2 separate regions of the Mus musculus genome follow, and region 2 is linked to region 1. A link is a contact called in public promoter capture Hi-C data. All regions are on one chromosome and are shown on one strand. The core of a region is the stretch at or near the end of the contact, and the rest is flanking DNA. Distances in the headings are between cores, read along the strand shown. Region 1 has its middle 11 kb from the start of Icam2. Region 2 overlaps Bptf (bromodomain PHD finger transcription factor).

Region 1 (7,039 bases), core at 427-2,926:
AGGTAGTTGTTAGCCACCATGTCAGTGGTGGGAATTGAACCCTGGTCCTTTGGAAGAGTAGCTAATGCTCTTAACCAATTATCCATTTCTCCAGCCCTGCTGATCAAACTTAGAAAGGAAAAAAAAATATTTAGTTCAGTTTTAGAGGTTTAAAGTCCTAGATGTCGGGGAGAGGAGGCATTGGTTTAGCTTCTAGGAAGGACGGTGTATGGCAATGATGGACACATATGGTAGGAGTCACCTCTCATGACACTAAGCAAAGTCCTATAGTCTCTTTTGAGATGGGAAAGGACAGCTGGGATGTTCTCGCATATTCTCTACTCTAAACACACACTTGCACTCCACCCTGTAGAGAGCAATCGGGATATCTATGCTATCACTGGCTCAGCGTGGGCACACTGTTAATGGTTTGTTTATTCTGAGTTGATCCCCCACCCTCTTTTCCCTTGGTGGGTAGAGAAGTATCTTAATTAAGGTTTCTATTGCTGTGATGAAACACCACGACCAAAAAGCAAGTTGGGGAGGAAAGGGTTTATTCAGCGTTAACACTTCCAGATCATAATCCATCATTGGAGGAAGTCAGGACAGGAACTCAAGCAGGGCTGGAACCTGGAAGCAGGAGCTGATGCACAGGCCATGGAGGGTGTGGCTTCCTGGCTTGCTTCTCCTGGCTTGCTCAGCCTGTGTTCTTATAGAACCCAGGACCACTAGTCCAGGGATGACACCACCCACCATGGGCTGGGCCCTCCCCCACTGATCAGTAATAAAGAAAATGCCTTACAGCTGGATCTCACGGAGGCATTTTCTCAACTGAGGCTCCTTCTCTCTGATGACTCTAACTTGTGTCAAGTTGACACACAAAACCAGCCGGTGTAAGAGGTGACAGGTGTATACGTTGTTTTAGCAGAGTGAAGAAGAGCTAAGTAAATAATATCCAACGAACCACATGCAGAAAGCAGAGTAAGGTGTTGATCAGGACGGAGAAGGCTAGAGTTTCACAGTAAACTGGAAACTCATTGGCCGAGAGCCCAAATAAGAGGCTGTGGGTCAGTCTGGAATCCTGGGTTACACAGATAATTTGTAAAACCATCGAACAAGAGTTTGTAAATAGAGGCACACAACGGAGATTGGTAGCTCCAGTTGGTATCTGTGTCCTCGTAGCCTCTGTTCAAGGACACAGTGGCACCTGTACTGTTGCAGGGGTTCTTGGAATGCCCAGTTCCAGGATCACCTTCACTCTTCAAGGGACAGGGGTGGCATATATTCTGGCCAATGTTAACTTGTAATGGGAAAGCTTGTGGCTATGGGGTTATTAAAAAACCTATCAGCCGACGAAGGAGTTGGGTTTAGAAAGCTGGGTCCCTGGGGGGAAAGATGGTTCAGTGGTTAAGAGCACTCACTGGATCACAACTGTAACACTAGTCCCATTGGGATCTGACACCCTCTTCTGACCTCTGTGGTTATTTCATATATGTGGTATACAGACAAAACACCCACATACATAAAAACAAACTAAATAAAAACCGTTTGAAAAGAAAAAGGAAAGCTAGGTCTCTTTGTCTCCCTTGGTCTGGACCCCAGCCTCATTTCAGGGGAATCCCACTGCAGGGTGAGGAGTCAGATCAGCATTCAGGCTGGTCATGCGAGTGGCCACACTAAGAACAAGCCACTGCAGGAGATCTGGGGATGGACAGCACATGAGTGCCATCTAGTGGTGGAGAAAGTAAGCATCCTGCCACCACCTTCTCTAAAAGGCATGAGAATTACATCTCTGGGCTGGGTGGCTGCCCCAACGTTCCTTTGTGTTCAAAAGTGGATTGGGATGCAGACGAGTCCCTGAGAAACTGTGTTTTGAGAAAGGATTTCACCCTGTAGTCCAGGCTGGCCTGAAATTCACTGGATAGCCTAGGTAAGTTTAGACCTCATGGCAATCCTGCCTCAAGCCTCCGAAGGGTGTGAGTCACCAGGCAGTTTGGTAATCTTAGTTTTATTTATTTGTCTATGTGTTTTGTCTGCATAAGGGTATGTATACATGAGTCCAGGTGCTCACAGAAGCCAGAAGAAGGTATTGGGTCCCCCTGGAACTGGAGTTACGAGTGACTGTGGAATATGCCATGTGGGTGCTGGGAACTGAATTGGGTTCCTCTGGAAACCAGTATGCTCTCTCTCTAGGCCCCCGAGGGACTGTTTTTAAGGAGAATAATATAGACGTAAAAGAACACATCCATAAACATCCAGGAACTGAAAAGCTGAGAAGAGGACATGCAGACATGCAGGAGGTGCCTATGAGGACCAGGCTGGACTTGAACTCCTCCTGGCAATCCTCTTGCCTCAGCCTCCCCCACCCCACCCCCTTTTTTCTCCCCCCCCCCCCAGACAAGATCTTACTACACAGCCCTGGCTGACCTGGAACTGGCTATGTAGATCAGGCTGACCTTTAAACTCACAGAGATCTGCCTGCCTCTGGAGTGCTGCGATTAAAGGCAAGTATGACCACGCCCAGCCCCTTTTCTATTTCACGGCTAAATAAAACCAGTGAGCTCAACTGGAGACTAGGAGGGAGGATACACTCTTTCCTTTGGAAGAGCCCAAGACTGCATGTTTGGCAAGGGGAAAATCCAACAAGCACAGGGTTTACACAGCTTGTTTGCTTTTTTTTTTTAATTATTAACTGAATCTTTTCTTTTTATTTATCTTGTATACATGAGTACACTGTCATCGCTGTCTTTAGACACACCAGAAGAGGGCACTGGATCCTATTACAGATGGGTGTGAGCCATCACGTGGGTGCTAGGACTTGAACTCAGGACCTCTGGGAGAGCAGGCAGTGCTCTTAACCGATGAGCCATCTCTCCAGCCTGGGGTTGTTCTTTTTTTAAGCCAGTGAGCAGCTGCAAATAGAGTCATCCTTTGTGGTGGGGCCTGGCAGCAACCCTTTTGACCTCCTTGGTCGTTTACAGGGACTGTGATCTCTCACTGTGGAGGGAGAGACAGTACTGGATCCTGGCTTTCCCAGACTCCTTTGCTCCTCCCAGACTACTCACGCCTGTTACTCTGGAACTCGGTGGAGATCAGGATGGCAGTTCCTGGAAGTAGGGGCTGGGTGACTGACTGTAAGGATATCGTAGAGTTCTGAGGCATAGACCTGGCCTCCCTCCCAGTCTACTTGTCAGTCGCCTTTCTAGCTGCCCTGAGGCCAAAGGAATGAACTACTTACTTTGTAACCAGAAAACAGAGGAAGGGGAGGTGGCCAAATCCTCTTAAGGGCACACTTGGAAACTACCTAACTGTCCCCCTCCTTGCACCACCACTCACAGAATTGAGGTCTCTACCACCTCCCAGTAAGTGTCCTTCTGGGGACCAAACCTCAATAGGCTTTTTTGGGTCATGGAAGAGGTTGGTCTCCTGAGGATGTGGCTGGGTTCAAGATTTAAAACTTGAAAAGATATGACCACAAGCCTCAGGACCTTCTAGGCTCCTGAGGCATGAAGTAGGAGGGATGGTTAGCATCTCCAGTGTCTGACAAGATGTTCTGAGGCTAGTGAGGTCCTGGGGTGTGCGCTTTGTAAACAGTCCTTGACTTGGGGCAAGAGCCCTGGGAGCCTCCATGACTTCTCTAGACAGGAGGATGAGGAAGCACAGGGAGATTCTAAATGGACTGCAGGCTGCATTGGCACATCCCGTGGGGACATGGCTGTCGTGTGAGCTGCTAACATGGTCCAGGTTGGACGGTCCCTCTTCCCTAGTGCTTTTTAAAAATTAGTTATTTTATTTATTTACATTTCAAATGTTATCCCCCTTCCCAGTTTCCCCTCCACAAGCCCCCCTCCCCTCCCCCTGCCTCTATGAGGATGCTCCCCCCCCACTCCTGCCTTAGCAGCCTAGCGTTCCCCTATCAAGCCTCCACTGGACCAAGGGGCTCCCCTCCCAGTGATGCCTGATAAGGCAGTCCTCTGCTACATATCCAGCTGGAGCCATGGGTTCCCCAGTGTACTCTTCAGTTGGTGGCTGGAGTTAATCTTCTCTCTTCCCAGGTACCTTAGTCCAGAATCCTATTCACTTGGAAATCTAATTCCCACTCTGAAGTAGGTTGGTCCCAATGGGCTACCTTCCTGAAATTCAATAAAGGGCGCTTCAGGAAATTTCCTGAAACATTCCAAGGCAGTTTTTTCTTCAACAGCCCCCAAGGAGGATGTTATAGCTCTGGAGTCTACTGCAGATGCCAGCTGTTCAGGCCGAGCAGATGCTGCACCTCTGACGTGGGTGGGCCTGGCTCCTTGCTCTGAGCGGCACTCTAGTCTTTAAGAAACAAGGCAACTCCCAAATCTAAAACTACCTTTATTTGTGGTTGGCTCAGCATAAGTCGCCTTCATCAATGAGCAGAATTATAAAACTGTAAAAGAGGTAAAAAAATAGGCCGTTTAGATAATGATCCTCATATCATGAGCTTTAAAAATACACATAAAAGTTGTACAATCTGGCAGTTTATAAAATATAAAGCTAAAAAGAATATTTTAGTTTCCACAAAGAGGAGTGAATCACACAATCAGCACATATCAATTAAACAATTAACTGTCCACAGAGAAGACACATGGCACAAGATTTTTTTAAAAAATCATCTAAAAATTAACATTTTACCCAGACCAAATTATTCACCCTTTAAAGACAAGGCTACCATAAGGTGGCAGGATACAGTGTAACTTTTCCTTTTCCAGTTTTAGAATGGTCAGGGGTATTGTCCAAAATAGATCTGATGTGCTTTAAGCAAGTGCAATTGTAACCGGATATACTTCAGAGTAAAAATTAAATAAATATAAATAGATTCAATAAATATGTCATTGCAAAAAGAACTACACAAGGTCTTCGTGTTGGGATGCCACATAGCTGGCTGGTAATGCTTAGGTGAGTGGGGACTCCCCCATCACAATTTTAGGGACAACTGGGAAGGAATACTATACCCAAACACACAGGGGAACAGGAGAGATGAGGCCACAGGACTCTGGCAAGCAGTGTGGATAAGGCTGCTCTGGGGGTGGCTCAGCACAGACGGGCTTCGGAGGCTTTCTAGTAAGTACAGAAGAGACCAAAGTGCCAAGAGCAACCAGATTTACGCACGGAAATTCACTAGTTCATCATGAAAACCAAGATGGGGGGGGGGAAGGGGAGAGGAGGGGAGCAGGCACTTTGGCTTAAAAGAATTCAGACCTCAGGTAGAGGTCTGATAACCTTCAGGTGAAGCTGATGTCAGGCCCCAGATGGCCAACACCATGGCTTCCAGACAAGAGGGATGAGCAAGGACACTGCTGGAAAATCAGCCACAGAGCAGGGTGAATTTCAATGGCTCTCTCCAGGGTAGCTACTGCTTGCACTCCTGGCTCTTCCTACACCTCTGGACCATGATGATGAAGGCAGTGGTGAAAACGGAGCAGACCCAGAAGCAGACAAAAGAATCCTGGCACAGCTGGAGAGTGGGACCAAAGCCCTGCAGATGACAAGCAAGGGCCAGCACAAGACAGCTTGCAGCCAGAGATGGCTCTGCAGCAGTCACAGCAGCAACCAACAGATTAGCCTTTTACTTTGGGAAAAGGAGCTGCTACAGCTAACTGAACCGCATGCACATAAAACTTCCACAAAGTCAGGTGGACTGAGGAGAGTTTCGTGCCTATCCTCAGTTTGGTGGAAACCACTCAGCCATATCCAGTGATCTCAGACCTCCATCCTTTCTGTATTGCATCATGGGAAGAGCCTGCGGCTACTGCTGTATCAGGAGCAGGGGACACCTCTGCAATCAGAGGTTCACCTTCAGTCTCGAGATGGCCTAGTGATTTACCAAGTGACACCTATGTTCCCAAAAGTGCAAGTGCTTTGGTACCTAATGAAACGGCACACTTCCTAAACTGAAATTTCAATACAAGACAAGGGTTAAACAAAGACAACATCACAGACACAGCTCAATTCCATGCTAAAGCTGAAGATGCTGTACTTGTAGACAATCTGGCAGCCTCTGGGGATGTGTAACGCTACAGAGCTACCCTGACCCAAAGCCAGCATCTCCGGCTGAGCATCCAGACTCACAGCATTTTCATGACACACCCAGAGGATGGGCAGAAGGTGAGCTGACGAGACCTGACTGATTTCGAGATGGGACAGTTTTAAGGCACAAGCAGGGCAAACCCCAAATACACACCCTTCCTAACCACTGGAGTTTTCTTTCTGCCCTGACACTGTGTGCTGCTGACTCTCAGGAGGCTTCAAAGACAGAAGTCTTTCCTGTATTCTTCCTCTATGTCCCGAGCATCTCATGTCCCACCTAGCTCTACACAAAGTTTTCAAATAAGTATAATGAACAGAGGACTTTTAGAAATTTGATTGGTTAGAGCTGATCTGATAAACGGCAAAGACATTTGAAAAGCTGACTCCATGCAAACTGGAAGGTAACACCAAGTTGAGCCTTTAAAAAACTTCAGCACTTCCCAAAGGGGAGCCCAGGCACGAGGAGCAAGGTGAGCAGCAGCCCCCGGTGACATTGGTTCCTCTTCCTCACATTGGTCTTGGCTGTTACCTCTCAGCCACTGACAAAGGGCTATGCTGAGAAGTGAGCAGGAAGCCAAACATGGGGTTGAGGTTCCAGGGTCTAAACAGGGTCACCCATGAGGTCCAAAGATGTAGGAGGTTAAGAAAAAGTCCTCTTTGGCCACCATGAAAGTAAGAAAATCCAATTTTACAGCAGCAGGGGAGCTTTGGGTAAGTGGCCCTGGTTCCAGCACACCCAGAAGCCCTCTTAGGGGACGCAGGGGCAGTGACTCCAGTCAGTGCAGTGCATGAAGCTGCTGAGGCCACTGTTCGCCTCAGCTCCCCACGGCTACACAATAGAAACCACGGCTGGCTCCAAGGATCCTACACAGAATCTCCCCCACATACCCTGACTCCCGGAGCCTCTAAGGATCCTGGGAGGGAGAAGACAATAGATTCTGATGGGAAATAAAATTAAAAATTAGGCTTAGAGAAAAATGGTACTGATGTAACTACTTTGACATTA
Region 2 (6,972 bases), core at 4,288-6,787, 720 kb after region 1:
CAAATTGTCTAATGCTCTGGATAAAGCGGGCTTTGTAGTCTGTGTCAATTTTAGACTCCATGCATCCAGGTTCACACTGCTAGCTAGTGGTAAACAATTATGAAATATGATATTACAATAAAATAAGATAGTACAATAGGAACAAATTCAACTAGATGGACAGTCTGTTGATTTCTTAGGGTTTTTTTTATTATTATTATTTATAGCTGCATCCCTGGAACTTGAGTGACAGGAGCACCTAGAAGGGTGCTCAGAACCAAACCTGGGCCCTCTTTAGCTGTCAGCAAGCTCTAAACCAATGTGCCATCTCTCCAGCTCCACATTCTCTCAGCTTCCTCAAGCAACGGACAAACTACTGACCGTGTCCCTAACAGCTACAGGATATGTGGATCTATTCTGATCTCTGAGGACTTTCTCCTCCACAACAAACTCACTGCTTCAGGCAGAAGTCCATTCTGCGCTCAGTTGCTTTAGTAAGTTTTTACTAGAAATGAAATTACTCAAACCTGTAGTAATTGCATCAATTCACTCTGATTCTGTCTGCTGGCAGGATGTGGGCTATCTGCAACACCTCCTCCGTGCACGCCCTCCAATCTGCTCACAGCAGCCATACTTCTCAGTTCTCCTCTCAGGCACATTCAAATGCTCACACACTCGTACCACCTCTCACCGATTGCTCTGCACTCCTCACTTCCTGTTGACACCTTTCTAAAAATGGGGTGGCAGCTACCTCTCATTCTGCTCATCAAAAATACATACTATTCACACTGACAGCTTTTTTTCTGGAAGTAGAATAAACTCAATACCAACACAGTAGCAAAATTATAAGCACACTGGCTGGGGCTGTCAGAACAAGTCACCTCTCACACTGATGTTCCAGGGTTGCGACAGTTCATCTAAGCAAATCCTCTGCCCAACTGCAAGAGTGGCAGCTTCCTCTCTGCTGCATGCATACACGCTGACCACGACGGCTCTGGGGCGCGAGGAAGCTTTGGTTCTCCAGGCTCACTGGAACTGGCCCAGCTGCCCCAAGAGTGCCCACTGCCAAGTGTCCCTACCACTTCACAGGGTGACAGGAGAAGGCTGAGTGGGAAGAAAAAATTCTTGCCTAAGTACACCTATGAGAAATATACATTCCGGGTGTATGCTTTTACAGTTTGGCTTTTACTAGACTCCATATTAAGGGGGACTGACTTTGGAAGCTCAATAATAAGTTTGAAAGTGACTCACAGGAAGTTTGAAGTGTCAACAAATTCACAGAAGAGTAATTAGTAATGGGCTGAACACCTGCCCCCAAATCCAGGTCCACCTAAGCCTTGTTTGGAAGAAGTATTTAAGTGCAGCTTTTGAAATGAGATCATCCAGACTCCAATGACCTCACAAGAGGAAAGGAGGAGGAGCAGAAAACATACTAACTCGTTGGCCAGGCCTGTGCAAGAGCTACAGAGGACAAGGCAGTCTCCAAGAGCCTTCAGGAGGAGCCTGGCCATTCAATAAAGTCCTATCTGTAGTGTTCTGTCAAAGCAGCCCCAGCAGGTGCCCACATCTCAGTATCAAGAAGTAGGGTGCTGCTGTAAACAACAGAGATGGAAGAGGTTTAAGAATAATATTGGGAAACTGATAGAAAAGGCCGGGACTGCCTTGAAGCAAAGGAGATCTGCCGAGGAGAAAGGACTGTCTCTTCCAAAGCCTTGCTGACACCCTAAGATCTGACTTCACTCCTGCTAGAGTTGTGTCATGGTGGCCCTCCTCTAACAGCACTAACATTGTAACCAGTGCTTGGCTAGCATCCATCCCCAGAGCCCTAGGGTCTGTCTTCAGCACCACAGCTGTGGTGATTGTCACTACAGATGGGGCAGATTTCTCAAGCACTTCCTGAGGGGGAGCTCAGGGGCAAAGAGGCTTCTGAGAAGGCAAGGCCTGAAACACAGCACACATAAGCAGACACCTGGAGGACAAGCGGCTTTAGGTGGTGAGAAGAAGGGCACTGAATGGGCAAAGTTAAGGACCTGAGCTACATTTTAGTGCTTACTAAGTAAAGGCAATGACGGAAATCATCTATGAATTGCTAAGACTAGAATTAAAATATGGGTCCTCTGAGATTCAACATTTTAAATTTCTAGGCTCCCAGTGAAAAACGTACCATACCTCTACTTACAGTAGGTTGACCGAAGTTGACATCACTCTGAAACCTTCCCCAGCTTGTATACATACTCTACTACAAGGGACACTTAACCTGAAAGCATTTTAATCTAACTTTTATAAATGATGCAAAGATCTTTTAGATTTACTTCTAATTATTCACATAGACACTTGTATCATAGCACTATAATGTTTGAAGATTCCTCACTAATGTTATACAAAAAATACTCAAAACATCAGAGCATTAGAAACTTACTGCTTGTCAGGTCAGTGGTGCTGGGACCTTAACCACAGCACTTGGAAGGCAGAGTCAGGCCAATCTCTGTGAGCTCCAGGGCAACCTGGTCTACCTAGGAATACCTTGTTTCAAAACTACAAAACAAGAGCTAAAAAGACAACTCAGTGAGTTAAGAGCACTGGCTGCTCTCACAGAGGACCAGGGTTCCATCCCCAGCACCCACACGGAAGATCACAACCGTCTCTAACTCTAGTACCAGGGGATCTAGCCTATTCTGGCACCAGGAACACATTTGGTAAACATATATACAGGCAAACACCCATACACATAAGAATAAATAAATAAATCTATTTTTTTCAAATACAAAACAAAATACCAAAAGAGAAATCCATACTTGTTTGCGTAATCACTAAGTTCTGTGTACTTTCCTACACACCAAGAAATGAAATTAGATATTAGAGCTGATAAAAACCAACATTTAATGTTATAAAACATTCTTCTCTAAAGTTAAATGAATTAATTTGCTGTTCCACTAAGAGACAATTTATTTAAGTTCACCATAATGTATGACTGATTAGTCCACAAGTACTTAAAAGTGTAATGTAAGTCCTTTGGTCACTTGATTTCCATAGTTCATGCACAGTTACCTTCAAGCTCATCTTCATCTGAATAAATCTGCTTAAGTTATTTACTCAATAAAAGCAACAATGTTAAATTTTAGTTGGTATTTTCTAAAAGTGTCTTTATTTCTAAATAAGAGTTCTTGGATATACTCTGTGCACACGGAATGAAAACCATCAGAGAGGCTTTCTCCCCAGTTATATGCATGTTTTGTTTGTGTGTGTGTGTGTGTGTGTGTGTGTGTGTTAAATATGTGTGGGTGTTTTGCCTGAATATGGGTCTTTATACCACATGCATGCAGTACCCAAAGAGGCCAGAAGAGGGCGTCATACACCTTGGAACTAGAGCGACAGGCAGGCAGTGGGAGGTGGGCGCTGGTCCTCTGAAGAGTAGTCAGTAGGAGCACCTTAACTGCTGAGCCATCCTTCTCTCAGCTCCACAGCATAGGTTTTAAAAGCTAAAACAACTCAAGTTGCAGACTTTCAAAGTGATCGTTTAGAAGCTAGACTGCAGCATAAAGTTAGAAACATTTCTTTTTGAAACTATATTTTTATTTTTAACTTTCTGTGTGTGTGTGAGAGAGGAAACGCACACTCGTGTATGTGTGTGCCTGTTTTCAGTGTCTGTGAACCCCAAAGGTATCTGCTCCCTGGAGCTGCCAGCCAGCATGGGTACACTTTAACTACTATTAGAAACATTCTTTTTTTTTTTGGGGGGGGGGGTTTCGAGACAGGGTTTCTCTGTAGCCCTGGCTGTCCTGGAACTCACTCTGTAGACCAGGCTAGCCTCGAACTAAAAAATCCGCCTGCCTCTTTTTTTTTTTTTAAACTTTTTTTTTAAAGATTTATTTATTCATTATATGTAAGTACACTGTAGTTGTCTTCAGACACTCCAGAAGAGGGAGTCAGGTCTCATTATATATGGTTGTGAGCCACCATGTGGTTGCTGGGATTTGAACTCTGGACCTTTGGAAGAGCAGTCAGGTGCTCTTACCCACTGAGCCATCTCACCAGCCCCCCTGCCTGCCTCTTATTAGAAACATTCTTACAAACAACTTCAGGTCCCAACTGCCAACAGCTATATATAGGGTTGAGAGCAAGCTATTTAATCCCCCTTAGCTTTAATCTCACATCTATACATTACAAACAGGTATAAAAACCTGTTACACTGTTGTAAAGATTAAAGAACTGTATAAAAATGCTCAGGACACCCAATGTGAATAGGATCTAAGTAAGGAGATAATATTCACAGGTTTCTAAAACTAAAGACAACCTAGACCTAAAAACCACCTAGACCAGACAACCAAAGATCTCAAGCTGTGTGTACACCACCAAACACCTCTGGTCTCCATGCATGAAAGAACAGCTCAAGAAAAGACATAGGTGCTAGCTGAAAAGACAAGACAAGACAGAGGCTACGGAAACCAACATCTAAGAAGCCAAGGAAGGGGCTGGGGAGAGGACCCAGGGACTCAAACCGGTCAGAGCAAAGAAACAACTCCCAAAATGATGCTCCCTAACCTTCACACAGACACTGCGTGGCGCACTGAGTGGCACACATGCTCCCTGCCCTCCACACAAAGGAGTGAGTGAGAAAGCACTTACAAAAAAAAGCCATGCTAGGCCCCCAACACACACACACAGTAGAGGACTTCCTGGTCTATGTTCATCCAGACATGACGCACCTAACCCTCAAGAGACTGGAGGCCCCAGGGAGTTTAAGAGGTGGCGGGGGGGGGGGGGGACCCCGCATGCCCGTGGAGATGGGGTGAATAGAGGGGTTGGGAATGGAATATGGAGTGTAAAAAATAAATTAAAAATAAAATAATATTAAAAGAAAAAAGCCATGCTAAAGAACAGCTGGCATGCTGGCTCATAACTCAGAGGTTATGATAATAATAACCCATAATCCGGAGGCTGAGGCAGGAGACTCTCAAGTTCCAGCCAGCTTGCCATAGACAGATATAGCTTGTTTCAAAACAAAACAACTAAAACCAACTTTTTAAAAAGGAGTTCTTTTAAAGGCATAAATTCAGGGTCGAGGAAAGAGGATTCCAAAAGCTGAGAGCATGTGGTCACGTGATCGCTGCCAATGTGAAAAGCAAAAAAAGGCCAAGCCCAGCTGCTGAGAATCCTCACTCGGATCTCAACAGGAATGGGGGGGGGGGGGGGGTTGCTGTCTATGAAACGGAACTGCTACAGGTCTGGTCTCTAGAGAATACAGTAGAGCTAAAATTCTCTGGATCAAAAGTCTCCATGCCTGGTGTGAACAATTCGGATCTGAAGGCTTTCGCTGACATGAGAAATGCTTCCAGCACACACAAAACACGCAGCCTGCTTCTAAGTGCACCCTGCGGACCAGGCCTGTGTGCTCCAAGCAGGACACCAGAAAAGGCACTTCAGTTCCACCAACCAGCTGCAGTAGATGGAGCTAAGGAGGGCTACAGACAGCAGGGCTTCCTAACACACAGGCAGGGACTGTCATGTCACCCCATAGCTAAGCTGAGCCACTTCCCCAGCCTCACTGAGACGGCCCACCCAGAGCTCACTGCTTCCAGTCAGCAGGTAGTTCCACAGTGCTAACCAGCGGTGAAAACTAAGATGCACAGACATCTGAGGTTAAAGACCAAAACAACTAACGGCAGAAGCAGCTTAGAAGAAGTTAAATCATGTACTAACCGAGTAAAGAAACAATTCTAAATACACCGAGAAACTGATCGCAGCAGCACACACCTGTGACCCCAGCACTGGGGAGCCTGAGGCCAGCCTAGACCTAGTTTACTTCACCAGCTCAAAAACCAAAGGACACCTGGGTGTGGTGACTCATTGTGGATCACAGCACTTTCCAAGCTAAGGAGGGAAGAATCCTGTGAATTTAAAGGCAGCCTTGAATCTTTTTTTTTAAAAAAAAAGTTAAAATAATACCCTCAGAAAGGTAAAACATGATTGGTTATTATTTTTTAAAAGAAAAGATTCAAGGTTTTTATTTTTACAAATAATAGCATAAAAGAACTCTTTAAAAATATGAGGCTGCATGGGGGCCCACAGAGACTGAACCACCAACCAGAAAGCATGCATGGGACAGTCCCAGGCTCTACATGTATGTAACTGATGTGCAAGTGGGTCTTCATGTGGGTCTGCTAACAGCAGAAGCAGGCGCTGTCTCCACCTCTGCCTGGCTTGGGACCCCTTCCCCTAGCTGGGCTGCTGCCTTGTCTACCCTCAGTAGGAGAAGATGCACTTGGTTCTACTGTAACTTGGCATGACAAGGTGGGTTGATATCCATGGGAGACCTCCTCTTCTCTGAAGAGAAAAGGAAGAGGGTATGGGGGAGGGGAAACACTGGGACTGGGGGAAGGAGGGAGGGGAAGCTTCCATTGGGATGTAAAATTAATTAATTAATTAATTAATTAAAAAAATATGAGGCTGGAGAACTGGCTCAGCAGTTAAGAACATGCACGATGCACTGGGTTTTGTTCTAATTGGTTTTTCAGATACAGACTCCCTATGTAGACCTGGCTGAGTCAGAGTCACATAGATCTGCCTGCCACTGCCTCCCCAGTGCTGATTAAAGGGGTGCATCACCACACCTGGCCTTTTTCTTGGGGAGGAGGGTAGACTCTTCTTGCTGAGGTCCTAAGTTCAATTCCCAGCACTCACATAGCAGCTAAGGATCCCAAGCTCTCTTCCAGCCTCCATGGGCACCAGGTACCCACAGAGTGCAGACAAGCACTGTAAAGAGATAGATAGATAGATAGATAGATAGATAGATAGATAGATAGATAGATAGATAGATAGGGAGGACAGACAGACAGGTAGGTAGATAGATAGACAAACAGACAGACAGATTAAATAAATGGATGTGAAAGTATGGGGAATGGTCAGACAACTCAATGGATTAAAAGCACTGGCTACTCTTGAAGAGGACCCAGGATTGGTTCCTCACCCTTCAAGATGGCTCACGCCTCTGTA

The links. Promoter capture Hi-C pulls out the DNA fragments that hold promoters and counts their contacts.
Region 2: a contact with region 1 is called in a promoter capture Hi-C map of pre-B cells, with 2.3 times the contacts expected there. The contact joins two enhancer-like sites. A contact is called at or near these places in 1 of 39 promoter capture datasets (pre-B cells) and 1 of 9 other capture datasets (liver).

What each region holds. Positions count from the first base shown.
Region 1 is chr11:106,390,330-106,397,368 of GRCm38.p6, forward strand. No RefSeq gene overlaps it. Among named protein-coding and RNA genes, the nearest start is that of Icam2, 11 kb to the left of the region's middle. Within about 2 kb of position 1,677, at least 30 of the 459 cell types and tissues checked have an H3K27ac peak or open chromatin away from gene starts, as enhancers often do. A contact at or near this core is called in pre-B cells, where this site is marked.
Region 2 is chr11:107,102,089-107,109,060 of GRCm38.p6, forward strand. The region is part of intron 2 of Bptf (bromodomain PHD finger transcription factor); the gene reads right to left. Among named protein-coding and RNA genes, the nearest start is that of Bptf, 27 kb to the right of the region's middle. Within about 2 kb of position 5,538, at least 52 of the 459 cell types and tissues checked have an H3K27ac peak or open chromatin away from gene starts, as enhancers often do. A contact at or near this core is called in pre-B cells, where this site is marked.